Regions from separate parts of the Mus musculus genome. Here all the other regions are linked to region 1. The links are chromatin contacts, called in public HiChIP or PLAC-seq and promoter capture Hi-C maps. All regions are on one chromosome and are shown on one strand. Each heading gives the region's core, a stretch centred on a gene start, on an enhancer-like site or on the middle of the called end of the contact. The rest is flanking DNA. Distances are from core to core; before and after follow the strand shown.

Region 1 (3,314 bases), core at 578-3,077:
GGAAGACCCTGAGTGCTGGAAGTATACAGGGGCACCAAGAAGAGGTGTGGACTAAAGAGTCTAACCTCACAAAGTCCATCAACAGCCTTAAGCTTCCACAGAGCGCATGCAAGCTGAAAAAAAAGCAGGTACTTGCGGTGCAAGGCTCTATCTAACCCCAGGGGAACTACAGGGCTCTTCTTGAGCCTTCTCTATAAAATTTGGAAGCTCTCATGGTCAATCCCCATTGGACCTTTAAAGCAAGAGAGCAAGAAGACCATATTAGTAGCGAGAGAAATGATTTTGGCCTCTCCTGGGCAAGTTGGGACTAGGTGGGTTTAGACAGTGGCAACTTTAGCATGGGAGCTTCCGTGCATTGATTTAAGGCGGAGTATAATGGGAAATGGAGTGGAGTTGGGATACGGGAGGGAAAGAGATTTGCTGTTGACCCTCTGAAATAAGTCATGTGACTTAACTGAGATGTCACCATTGTAAACAAAACAACAAGAGTGTCAGTGTTCATCGAAATGTAAACAGCTAACGAAAACAAGGGACTAGCACACTACACAACCAAGAATGGTGCCGTCAAGCTGTGTTGACGACACAGATGAAGAACTGAGAAAAGCGGGGGACATTTTCCCATTTTGTATTTGAGATGTAGGATTGCATCATGTGTCTGAGAAGAGAGATGCCAGTCTATGTAAATACTAGGTATCAGTGAGTGCTGGGGTCCCTCTTCGTTTTCTTAGTTTTGCCTCTTCTGGTTTCTAGTTTGTTTGTTTGTTTGTTTCAGCTGGTGAGTTGCTTTTGGCTTTTTTTGTTTGTTTGTTTTCTTTTTTAAATGTTTCCAGGCTGGTCATGAACTAATTTTTGAAGCAAACACAGATTGCTTTGATAACAGAAGCAGACTAACAATAAAGCAGCAAGCTAATATCCCAACCCCCAAAATCTCTCTAGCACATCATGCTGGATCAATATGGTTCCTGGAAAGGACGCACCTGATCTCCCAGGAGAACTAGGAGGACAACCATTTCTGCCCTGATCCCAAGTCTTTGGGTCTTGGTAGAGGGAGTGAGAGAAAAAGATGGGGGGGGGGCGGGGGGGGGAGGAGGAGAGGGGGCCGGGAACAGGAGGAAGACGGGCTTTACCCATGGAGTTCTGAGCAAACAGAACTCAGAAAAGAGGAATGTGTTGGAGCCTGAACTGGGGTCGCAGCTCCCCGGGGCCTAGGGGAGCTTGAGAACCAAGTGGGGCCACCTGCCTTCTTCTTGGGTGGAGGAAGAGGTAAATACATTGTACATGGAGTTCTCCACTGGGGCAGTGAACACTCTATCTGGATTTGTAGAGGAAGGGAGTTCTTTGCCCAACACGCCCCCAAAACACTCAAGACTTACAGGGTTCATGGATCCCAGGGTAGTCGCTAAACTCCAGCACGTAGAGGTACCTCCCCTTCACACTGCGCCCGATGTTGTAGAGCCGCGTGATGTCCGGGCATTGGTTGTGCACCTTGTACAGCGTCCGCACGAGGTCGTCGTAGCGGTGGTGACGAAAGGTCACCGGGGTAACAAACTTGGAGAGGAGGAGGAGGGGCAGGAAGGCTGAGGGCAGGTCTGGCATCTCGCGGAGCTTCTAAGGGGCTCTGAAATGTGCCCTCCCGCTCTCTAAGCAATCCTTTGCCAGTCTGGATCCAGAGCACAGAGTAACCAGCCTTGCACTCGCCGCACCTGCAGGAGACTGGGGACCCGCCTCTGCTATGCTGGGAATTATTCCTGTGGCCCCAGGATAGCCACAATACCCTCCGGGCTCATTTCTCTTCCTCCTCCTAAATCTGGAAGCCCTTTTGGAAGGATTCGGCGCATCCCCACTTTGAGAGGCTCATTGATTCTGGCTTACTGATTAACTGGACGGTAAACAGGCCTCAAGAAACAGCTGCTTCTAACCCTTTGATTCCCAGGGGCTTTTAAGAGAGTTGGCATGTGCTAGTTACAACTTACAAAGGATCTGCCCCGCTCCCTTTAACCCGTCCCCACCTCGTTCTGAAGCACGACTCTGTCTTGTCTTCCTGGCTCAAAGATCTTAATGGTAAAGCAAACAAATTGAGGAAATGAGGCACCTGCTCGGAGCAAACAATTAGAAATCTCATAGTTGATAATGTATCTGTCAATGATAAATACTTTGTAACAAATGGTAGGAAGATGATCCTATTTCAGCACCGGCATAAGAAAATGGGTTTCTGAGTAGCACTCCGCTAGCTCAGGAAATTAGAATGAGATTCTGCAGTTGTGACTGTAGAAATGTTTTAGTTTCTGCAGAGCAGAGCCTACAGAGCAGGAGAAAATGCCTGCCAGGTATGGATCCAATAGAGAATTAGTACCCAGAATTTAAAGAGCTCGAAAAATTAAATCCCAGGTGGAATGCACTGGCACCCAATTATAATTCTAGCACAAAGAGGCTGGAGGATTGTTGTAAGTTTGAAGCCAGCCTGGTCTTCCAGGCCAGCCAGGGCTAACTGATTATACCTTGTCTCAAAACACAAACAAACAAACAAACAAACAAACAAACAAAACTAAATAGGAGCTAGAGAGACGGTTTCGCAGTTTAAAAGCAAAGGCTGCTTTCCAGAGGACCCAGTTCTACACTCACATGGCAGCTTCACAACTGCCTGTAACTCCAGTTCCAGGGGACCTGACAGCCCCCTCTGGCCTCCACAGGCACCAATCACACACACGATAAACAGGCAAGCATGGGCCCAAAATACCTGTACCCATTGCATTTAAACAACAGCAACAGCAAAACAAAGCAAAAGATCAAACAATCCAACCAACGAGTAAAGGAGCCGAATCGCTGCCTTTTAAATCCAGATGGATAACATCTTTAATAGTCAGGAAAATACAAATGAAAACAAGATTGGAAGTCAGTCTCACACCAGCCAGAATGACTAACGTCAGCAAATGCTGGTGATGACACAGAGAAATGTAAATTAATCCCCAGCCTTTATGGACGCAAGGACGTGTTGTTGCTGTTTTAATTAAAAATAGGACTGCCATATGACCCAGATATCACACTCTTAGATGTATTCCCAAAGAGTTTCAGCACAGCTCAGTGAAACCTTTATATCTAAGTTTGTGGCTCTGTTCACCATAGGCATGTCCTGGAGTTAGCCTAGGCTCTCAGCAATGGGTGGGTGGATAAAATGTGATATACATACACACAGTGGAATATTATTCAGTCATAAAGAATAAAACATTGTTGCTTTTAAGAAAGGAATGGAACTGGAAAGGATGCAATGCTTAAGTGAGAAAGTCATATATATAATATACATATATATGTATATC
Region 2 (3,314 bases), core at 593-3,092, 140 kb after region 1:
ATACTCTATGATGGCCACCCAGCACTGTAATAGTAAACCCTAAACTTTAGAATCTTATAGTCTAACTCCTTTATCTCAGGTTAGGAAACTTATGAGTGTGGTGCCTCAATAGGAAATGACCTCCAGAGGGTCACGTGGTTTTGAACACTTGGTCTCCAGCTGGTGGTACTATTTGGGGCAGTTTCTGTAACTCCCTGGGAGGTGGAGCTTAGTTGGAGGAAATACGCCACTGGGGATGGGCTTTGAAGGTTTATAGCCTTGGCCCACTTCCTGCGTTATCACAGGGAAAGTAGGATCAGTCAGCTCCCTGCTTCCTGCTGCTACGCTATGTCTTCCCTCCAGGACGGATTCCCCTGGACTTATAAACTAAAACAAACCCTGTCTTCGGTAGGTTGATATTTTACTATAGCAACAAAAATGAAACTAACACAGTGCCCGTCTTAGACTCGAAGGAACCAAGATACATGGCTAAAAGCGAACAAGAGCTGGGAGTTTATAGAGACCCCTGGAGATGCTGCTCACCGGTACGGAAGCCTCTCATAATACGACTTTTCCAAAGCAGCAAAATGATACCTCGGTTTCAAGCTCACGGCGAGGCTGGAGATCAAAGCTGAGCCACAGTTTTTGGTGTCTACTTCTCCCTAGTAAATGGGAACTTGGTTATTGACACAGATTCAGGAATTATAAAGAAATGTAAAGAAACAAAAAACACGTTTTGATATATCTTTCAAATTTACACACAGATGTGAATTTGCAGTGAACTGCATACCTAGGCAATCAAACATGTAAGAACACTGGAATATTATAATTACAGAAATGACACAACTGTTGGAAACCAGAGGGTACAAGGTAAGGCAATCCCTTCATAGTAACCTCTAAAACAAACTTTAAGACTTCTTTTGAAAAGAGGTCTCTATAAACTACAAACTACAAACTACATCTGCATAATACGATTTATAGTGCACGTGTATCACACAGAGTAAGCTGTGGTCAATGCAGAAAGTAAACACTAACACTTAGAGCACCCAGGCTCCAGCGAACAGTCAAGGGCCTCAGAACCACACAAGCTGTCCTGCTGTTCAGACAAGGAAATGGCACAGCCACACCGATGCTGGAGAGCTTACCGGTGCTTTAACCCAGCACCCGGGAGGCTGGAGGCCGACGCAGGCAGATCTTTATAAATTCAAGGACATCCTGGTCTATATGGCAAGTTCCAGGACAGCCAGGGCTATATAGAGACCCTGCCTCAAACAAAACAAAACAAACAGAAGCTTGCAAGTAAAATATTGTCATGGTAGATTTGCTCACAGAATACTCCTAGCTCTCACCTTATGTTTGCTAAAGAAAGGTGACTGACCTTGAACTTGGTTGTAGTATCACAAAGATAGCCAAGTATATTGCTTTCTTCCTCATAAAAATCTTATATGGCTGTTTACAAACTCTGACCAAAGTCTCCCCCCCTACTGCCCTATGCTGGCTTTTGCTCTCCCAGAATGAGGGGCACCCTTTCTAGAAGGGAAGGAACCACAGCTGGTAAGGAAACTAGGCTCTTGGTTGTCAAACACTCTCCCTGATGACACTGGCATCCTGCTGACTTTTATGATCACAGACACTTAGTGCTGAGTCAGGGAGGACGGGTCTACACACAGGTCGCTCTGGGACAGCACTGAATTCGGGATCCAGTTGTGAGGGTTTATTCCCAGATTCAGTCTTACATTCCCCTCCACTGAGGCTCAGCTGATGCTTTCTACCCTTACACAACCTTCCCAAGGTCTTCTTAGGCATTGTTATGTCATAGTTTACAGTAACTGCCCCTTCTCAGGACTATTAATAAAAATACAGGGGTGGCCTCCAGGGCATTCCAGATTTGTGTCCATAACAGAAATTCAGGCTCAGCACCTTGTTCCCTATCTGTAAATATTTACACTATTGGACTCAATTTCACAATGACCTGATTTTGAAATATACTGTGATAGCCAAACCCAATATTCTGGAACGGAAGGGGAAATAATGCAACTGGAGGGATGCCAATAGCTATAGATCTCTCCACTGGGAATTAATAAACTTACAAAATATACAAAGAAGGCTAAGGGAGAATACTGGTAGAGAACGTAATTCCAGGAACCATTTGCTTATAATTAAGATTCCACAATCTTATCTGCAAATTATATTTTTATGAGATCAACTGTTTTTGTCAGTAGATGTACATTACAGAATCTTGAATTTTTTTCACAAAATGTTTCTAGTAAAAGGTACTAAGAGTTAACATATTCAAAATAGAGAGAAAAACTTTAAACCCCAACTTAAGCCAGTATAATTTGCTTTAAAATTGCAACTGAACAAGCACTACTCACAGAGGAATTCCCAAAGCTCCCCACGTACTTGGGCCACGGGGACGTGAGTAAGATATCAACACCTTTAAACTGGGAAGCCGAGCACAGCATTGTTCTCAGAGAAGACACATCCTTGGGACTAAAGCTGTGGGCTGGGACTGGTTCATCTAAGGACTCGGTCCCACTGAGGTATACAATCTGTAGCCCCGAGCTTCCAGTGAAGACACCTTTCCGACCTGGATTCAAAGAAAAATGAATGAGTTTTAGACAAAGCTGCAGGAGGAAATGTGGCACTTCCTCCTTCCCAAGGCTCCATCTCCTGGCTCTCTGCCTTTCCACTCATCTGAGTAAGTGTGACTTACTCAGAGTAAGCTACACTCTGGCTGCCATGTTCCCTAAGTTTGAAGAGCTCTTCTGTGGTGGCTGCTGGTCACTGACCGGAGTGCAGTGGCCTCTTACCCTGCACTCAGATTCTATGAACCTGGTGTCTACGCCCTAGAGTGCCTGTTTCCCCCGCTCCCCACCCATGCCAGCCTGTCACCACAGTACTGTCACCTCCTGGCTTCCCCTCACTCTACCCCCTTGACAGCTTGATTCTCTTCTCAGCTTTATTTTTCATGGTTGTAGATGTTACCAACTCCCCAGGATCTATAGTAGTCGATCTACTCTAGAAAGAACAATCAAATTCTATTCAGCTGCAGTGCCTCAGGCCATCACAGGTCCAACAGGACCACTGCCTGAAAGAAGGAACTGAGTGGAATTCACCAAATAAAATGGCTGACAAATACAGTAGTGTTCTTAACACACACTGAAAATACACACTGAGGATTGTGACAAGCCGGACCCATGTTCAGATTTCAAAATGTCTGTCTCACAACTGTAGCTAAAAATAAATAGGCAGAGGACAGAGAGAAGGCCCAGGCATTAAGAGAGAGCACTGGCTGCTCCTTCAGAGGATCTGGGTGCAGAACCAACATGGCA
Region 3 (3,314 bases), core at 418-2,917, 130 kb before region 1:
ATGGCAGTCACAACCATCCATAACTCCAGTTCCAGGAAGTCCAACATCACCTTCTGACTTCCACAGGCACAACAGGCATATATGGTGCTCAGACATACATGTAGCTAAATCACCATACTCAAAAACAAAACAAACAAACTCAAAAAAGCCTAGGTCAAGAGTGACAAAATCAAATGCTTAGTGGTCCACAGCTTGCAGCATCTAACACCAGAAGATGCCCATACCTGTGCCCGTACCTATGGCTACCTTCTAGGTCATTCTTACACAACCCTAAAACGACAAGGTGTCTGTGGACAATTGACAGGCCAGTGAGAAGACAGAATCAGCTGGGTAGTGGTGGCGCACGCCTTTAATCTCAGCACTGAGTACTGAGTTCAAGGCCAGCCTGGTCTACAGAGTGAGTTCCAGGACAGCCAGGGCTACACAGAGAAACCCTATCTCAAAAAACCAAAAAAAAAAAAAAAAAAAAAAAAAAAAACCAAAACAGACAAAATAAAAAACCATGCAGTTAGTGGTGTAACGTCAGCACGCAGGAGACTAGGATTATTGCAAGTTCAAGGCTAGCCTTGCTGAATTTGGCAGTGGCACAGAAGACAATGTGGCAGAATCTCCAGAGCATCACTAAACTGAGAGAAGACTCCGGTGGGCTTAAGTTCAAATACACCATGTCTGGCAAAGGTGGACTGCAAGGCCGTCCCTGTGCAGAGCCCCTCAGAAAGGCCACCTGCATTCATTCCCCCCTCCACACGTCAGAACCGTCTCAGGGTCAGGGCACACTGGCACAAGCACACAGCCGTGTCCAGCACGTGCTCGCTTCAACAAATTGCCTGATGGTGACAGAGGGCTCTTGACCGCACATTTCAAACACACAGTGTTTCTTGTCTTAAGAAAGAGAAGCCGCAGGACCTGACTCCTCCTTTTCATTAAATGCTGGGATTATTTTAGTCTCATCCAACTTTGTCTTTGTTTTGGTCCCAGGACCCTGCTCATGAAGGATTCTAGCTTTCTAGAGTCAGGGACCCTCCTGGGTCCCCGTCATGAGAGGCTGTCTTTGGATGCAATAAGAGGTACATCCTCTGATCTTTTACATGGATTCTGGGTCTGAATTCTAACTGCAACCTGGTAAAACATGATCAACGGAGCCACCTCATAAAGATGCGTTTAAAGAGCAAATGCTAAAATTGGCCTAGGTCCCCAGAATACTTGGGCCATCACGGTCTTTGGAACTCATACTTTTTTGATTTGAGGATATGTATATGTCAAATACGCATTCATTTCATAAGGCAAGTTATGATTACAAATTCTTTCTTGTTACTCAGTTCAGGTTTTGATAAGAAGGTTCTGAAAAAGCCCTGTTCTTCTCAGCTTGCTGCATTTTAGAATTCTGGGGAAATGGGTTACACTGAAGTCCAGAATCCTCCTTCAAAAAAAGAAAGCTACGAGCTGTTTGATTTTGAGTCACTCTCTGAACAGCCATGGACACTGCTGCAGGGGAAGCTGACAAAACCACAGGCTTTATATCACATACACTTTACAGTTTACACACAGAAGGCAAACACAGCGACATCTTCAGGATAAATAATTAAAGCAACTGTCTCTGAAAGTCATCAAAACAACAGTAATCTTTAGCAGGCAGCTTCCGGCTCAACCCGGGCTCCGCCCACTGTAGAAATCAGGTCAACTCTATAGTTACTTCCCCCTAGTCAAAGGCTCACCTCCGTTGTCCACGAGCCAGCGGTTCTGGCTGCCCATGGGGTCTTTCTTTTTGATCACGCCCACCAGGTCGCCTTCCAAAAGGGAGACATCCAAGTCCTGCGCAGCGTTGAAGTTCCGCTGGACGTGGAAGAGCTTTTCCGGCGGGTACCTCGCCAGCAGGGAGCTCCGCAGCTCTTCCGACTGCAGCATGTAGCTTGGCTGAAAAGGTAGAACAGGGCCAATGAGAAAACTCACGCTGGCACCCTGGCAGCTATGGTTAATCTCAGCCTGCCACGGCAGGAGGGAGGCACCAACCCTGAGCCACATTTTTATAATCGAGTCTGGCTGTGTTAGGTAAAAAGCACACTGCAATGTTTTAATGGCTCTGAGGCAAGCTAACACCCTTACTTTATGCAACAACAAGAACAACAAAACAAAAATAGGATTAAAATACAACCAAAGTTCTGAGGCTGGGGAGGTGCTGTAGCCCAGAGGCAGAGCATATTTTTTACATGTGTAAGGCCTTGGGTTCAATTGCTAGTACCAAAAAAAAAAAACCCAAAAAACCAAAAAACAAAAACCTAAAAACTTTTTTTTTTTTTTTTGGTTTTTCGAGACACGGTTTCTCTGTATAGCCCTGGCTGTCCTGGAACTCACTTTGTAGACCAGGCTGGCCTCAAACTCAGAAATCCGCCTGCCTCTGCCTCCCAAGTGCTGGGATTAAAAGCGTGTGCCACCACGCCTGACCCAAAAACATTTTAAAACAAGATTATTTATATATTATGTTATAGTGGTCTGCCTGCACGTATGCCTGCAGGCCAGAAGAGGGCACCAGATCCCATTACAGATGGTTGTGAGCCACCCTGTGGTTTCTGGGATTTGAACTCAGGACCTCTGGAAGAGCAGTCAGGGCTCTTAACCTCTGGAGAGCCATCTCTCCAGCCCCTAAAATAAAATTTAAAATGAAAACAAAAAATTCTAAATACCAAGCATATCACTAGGTCTTATATTATTGTTATATAGACCTAAATAATGAGAGTTAAATTAAAGGGAGGAGCTGGAGAGATGGTTCAGGGGTCAAGGATGCTCTCTGCTCTTGCAGAGGACCAGAGAACCCATTTTAGACACCTCACGACCATCAGTGTCTGGAGCCCCAGAGCATCCAACGCCCTCTTCTGGATTCCACAGGTACCTACACATATAATCTAAAATAAAAATCTTTAAAATGAAAAACTAAAGGCAATAGTAAATCCAATTCTCCCTTGTAAACAAATGCTCATGGGATTTTATGGAGCAAATGCCAATATAGGGAGGGTGACCCGTCCTTCTTGTCTAGAAGCCCACAGGATCTGATGTATCTTACTGCAAATTTTAAAATATGAAAGACCTGTGTTAAAAAAACAAAACAAACAAACAAACAAAAAAATCCCAAAAACCACAATGCTACTCCAGGCAAAGAAGTCATTAAAGGTTTGGCTGTGTTAGCCTAATACAAGATCAAAACCAGACCTGACTCATTTCCCTTAATTAACTTATCAGTGTACAAGTGCTTCACTAAGATCCAAGAAGGATTCAGGAGGCATCAAACTCCAAATCTCCAGGTGGTCCCAGCTGGGTAC

The links. Promoter capture Hi-C pulls out the DNA fragments that hold promoters and counts their contacts. HiChIP or PLAC-seq counts read pairs in DNA pulled down with a chosen protein or histone mark.
Region 2: a contact with region 1 is called in a promoter capture Hi-C map of liver. The contact joins the enhancer-like site here to the promoter of Cpn1 in region 1. A contact is called at or near these places in 4 of 39 promoter capture datasets (hippocampal neurons, liver and stem cell-derived epiblast-like cells), 2 of 484 Hi-C or Micro-C datasets (embryonic stem cells and liver), 2 of 115 datasets of contacts at active chromatin or transcription factors (bone marrow-derived macrophages and embryonic stem cells) and 4 of 9 other capture datasets (adipose tissue, embryonic stem cells, liver and 1 more).
Region 3: an H3K4me3 HiChIP or PLAC-seq map of embryonic stem cells shows a contact between it and region 1, with 26 read pairs. The contact joins the enhancer-like site here to the promoter of Cpn1 in region 1. A contact is called at or near these places in 6 of 39 promoter capture datasets (the 3T3-L1 cell line, the C10 cell line, hippocampal neurons and 2 more), 1 of 484 Hi-C or Micro-C datasets (bone marrow-derived macrophages), 3 of 115 datasets of contacts at active chromatin or transcription factors (craniofacial prominence, embryonic stem cells and pancreatic cancer cells) and 3 of 9 other capture datasets (adipose tissue, liver and pancreatic islet).

The regions. Positions count from the first base shown.
Region 1 is chr19:43,984,693-43,988,006 of GRCm38.p6, forward strand. It overlaps Cpn1 (carboxypeptidase N, polypeptide 1), which reads right to left and starts at 1,828. Exons shown (of 9, transcript NM_030703.2): 1 at 1,374-1,828. The coding sequence starts at 1,596.
Region 2 is chr19:44,126,844-44,130,157 of GRCm38.p6, forward strand. Cwf19l1 (CWF19-like 1, cell cycle control (S. pombe)) reads right to left here. Exons shown (of 14, transcript NM_001081077.1): 5 at 2,355-2,569; 6 at 523-641. Among named protein-coding and RNA genes, the nearest start is that of Gm52383, 6.5 kb to the left of the region's middle. Within about 2 kb of position 1,843, at least 7 of the 459 cell types and tissues checked have an H3K27ac peak or open chromatin away from gene starts, as enhancers often do. A contact at or near this core is called in liver, where this site is marked.
Region 3 is chr19:43,850,509-43,853,822 of GRCm38.p6, forward strand. Dnmbp (dynamin binding protein) reads right to left here. Exons shown (of 16, transcript NM_028029.4): 14 at 1,716-1,914. Among named protein-coding and RNA genes, the nearest start is that of Gm24400, 5.2 kb to the right of the region's middle. Within about 2 kb of position 1,668, at least 40 of the 459 cell types and tissues checked have an H3K27ac peak or open chromatin away from gene starts, as enhancers often do. A contact at or near this core is called in bone marrow-derived macrophages and embryonic stem cells, where this site is marked.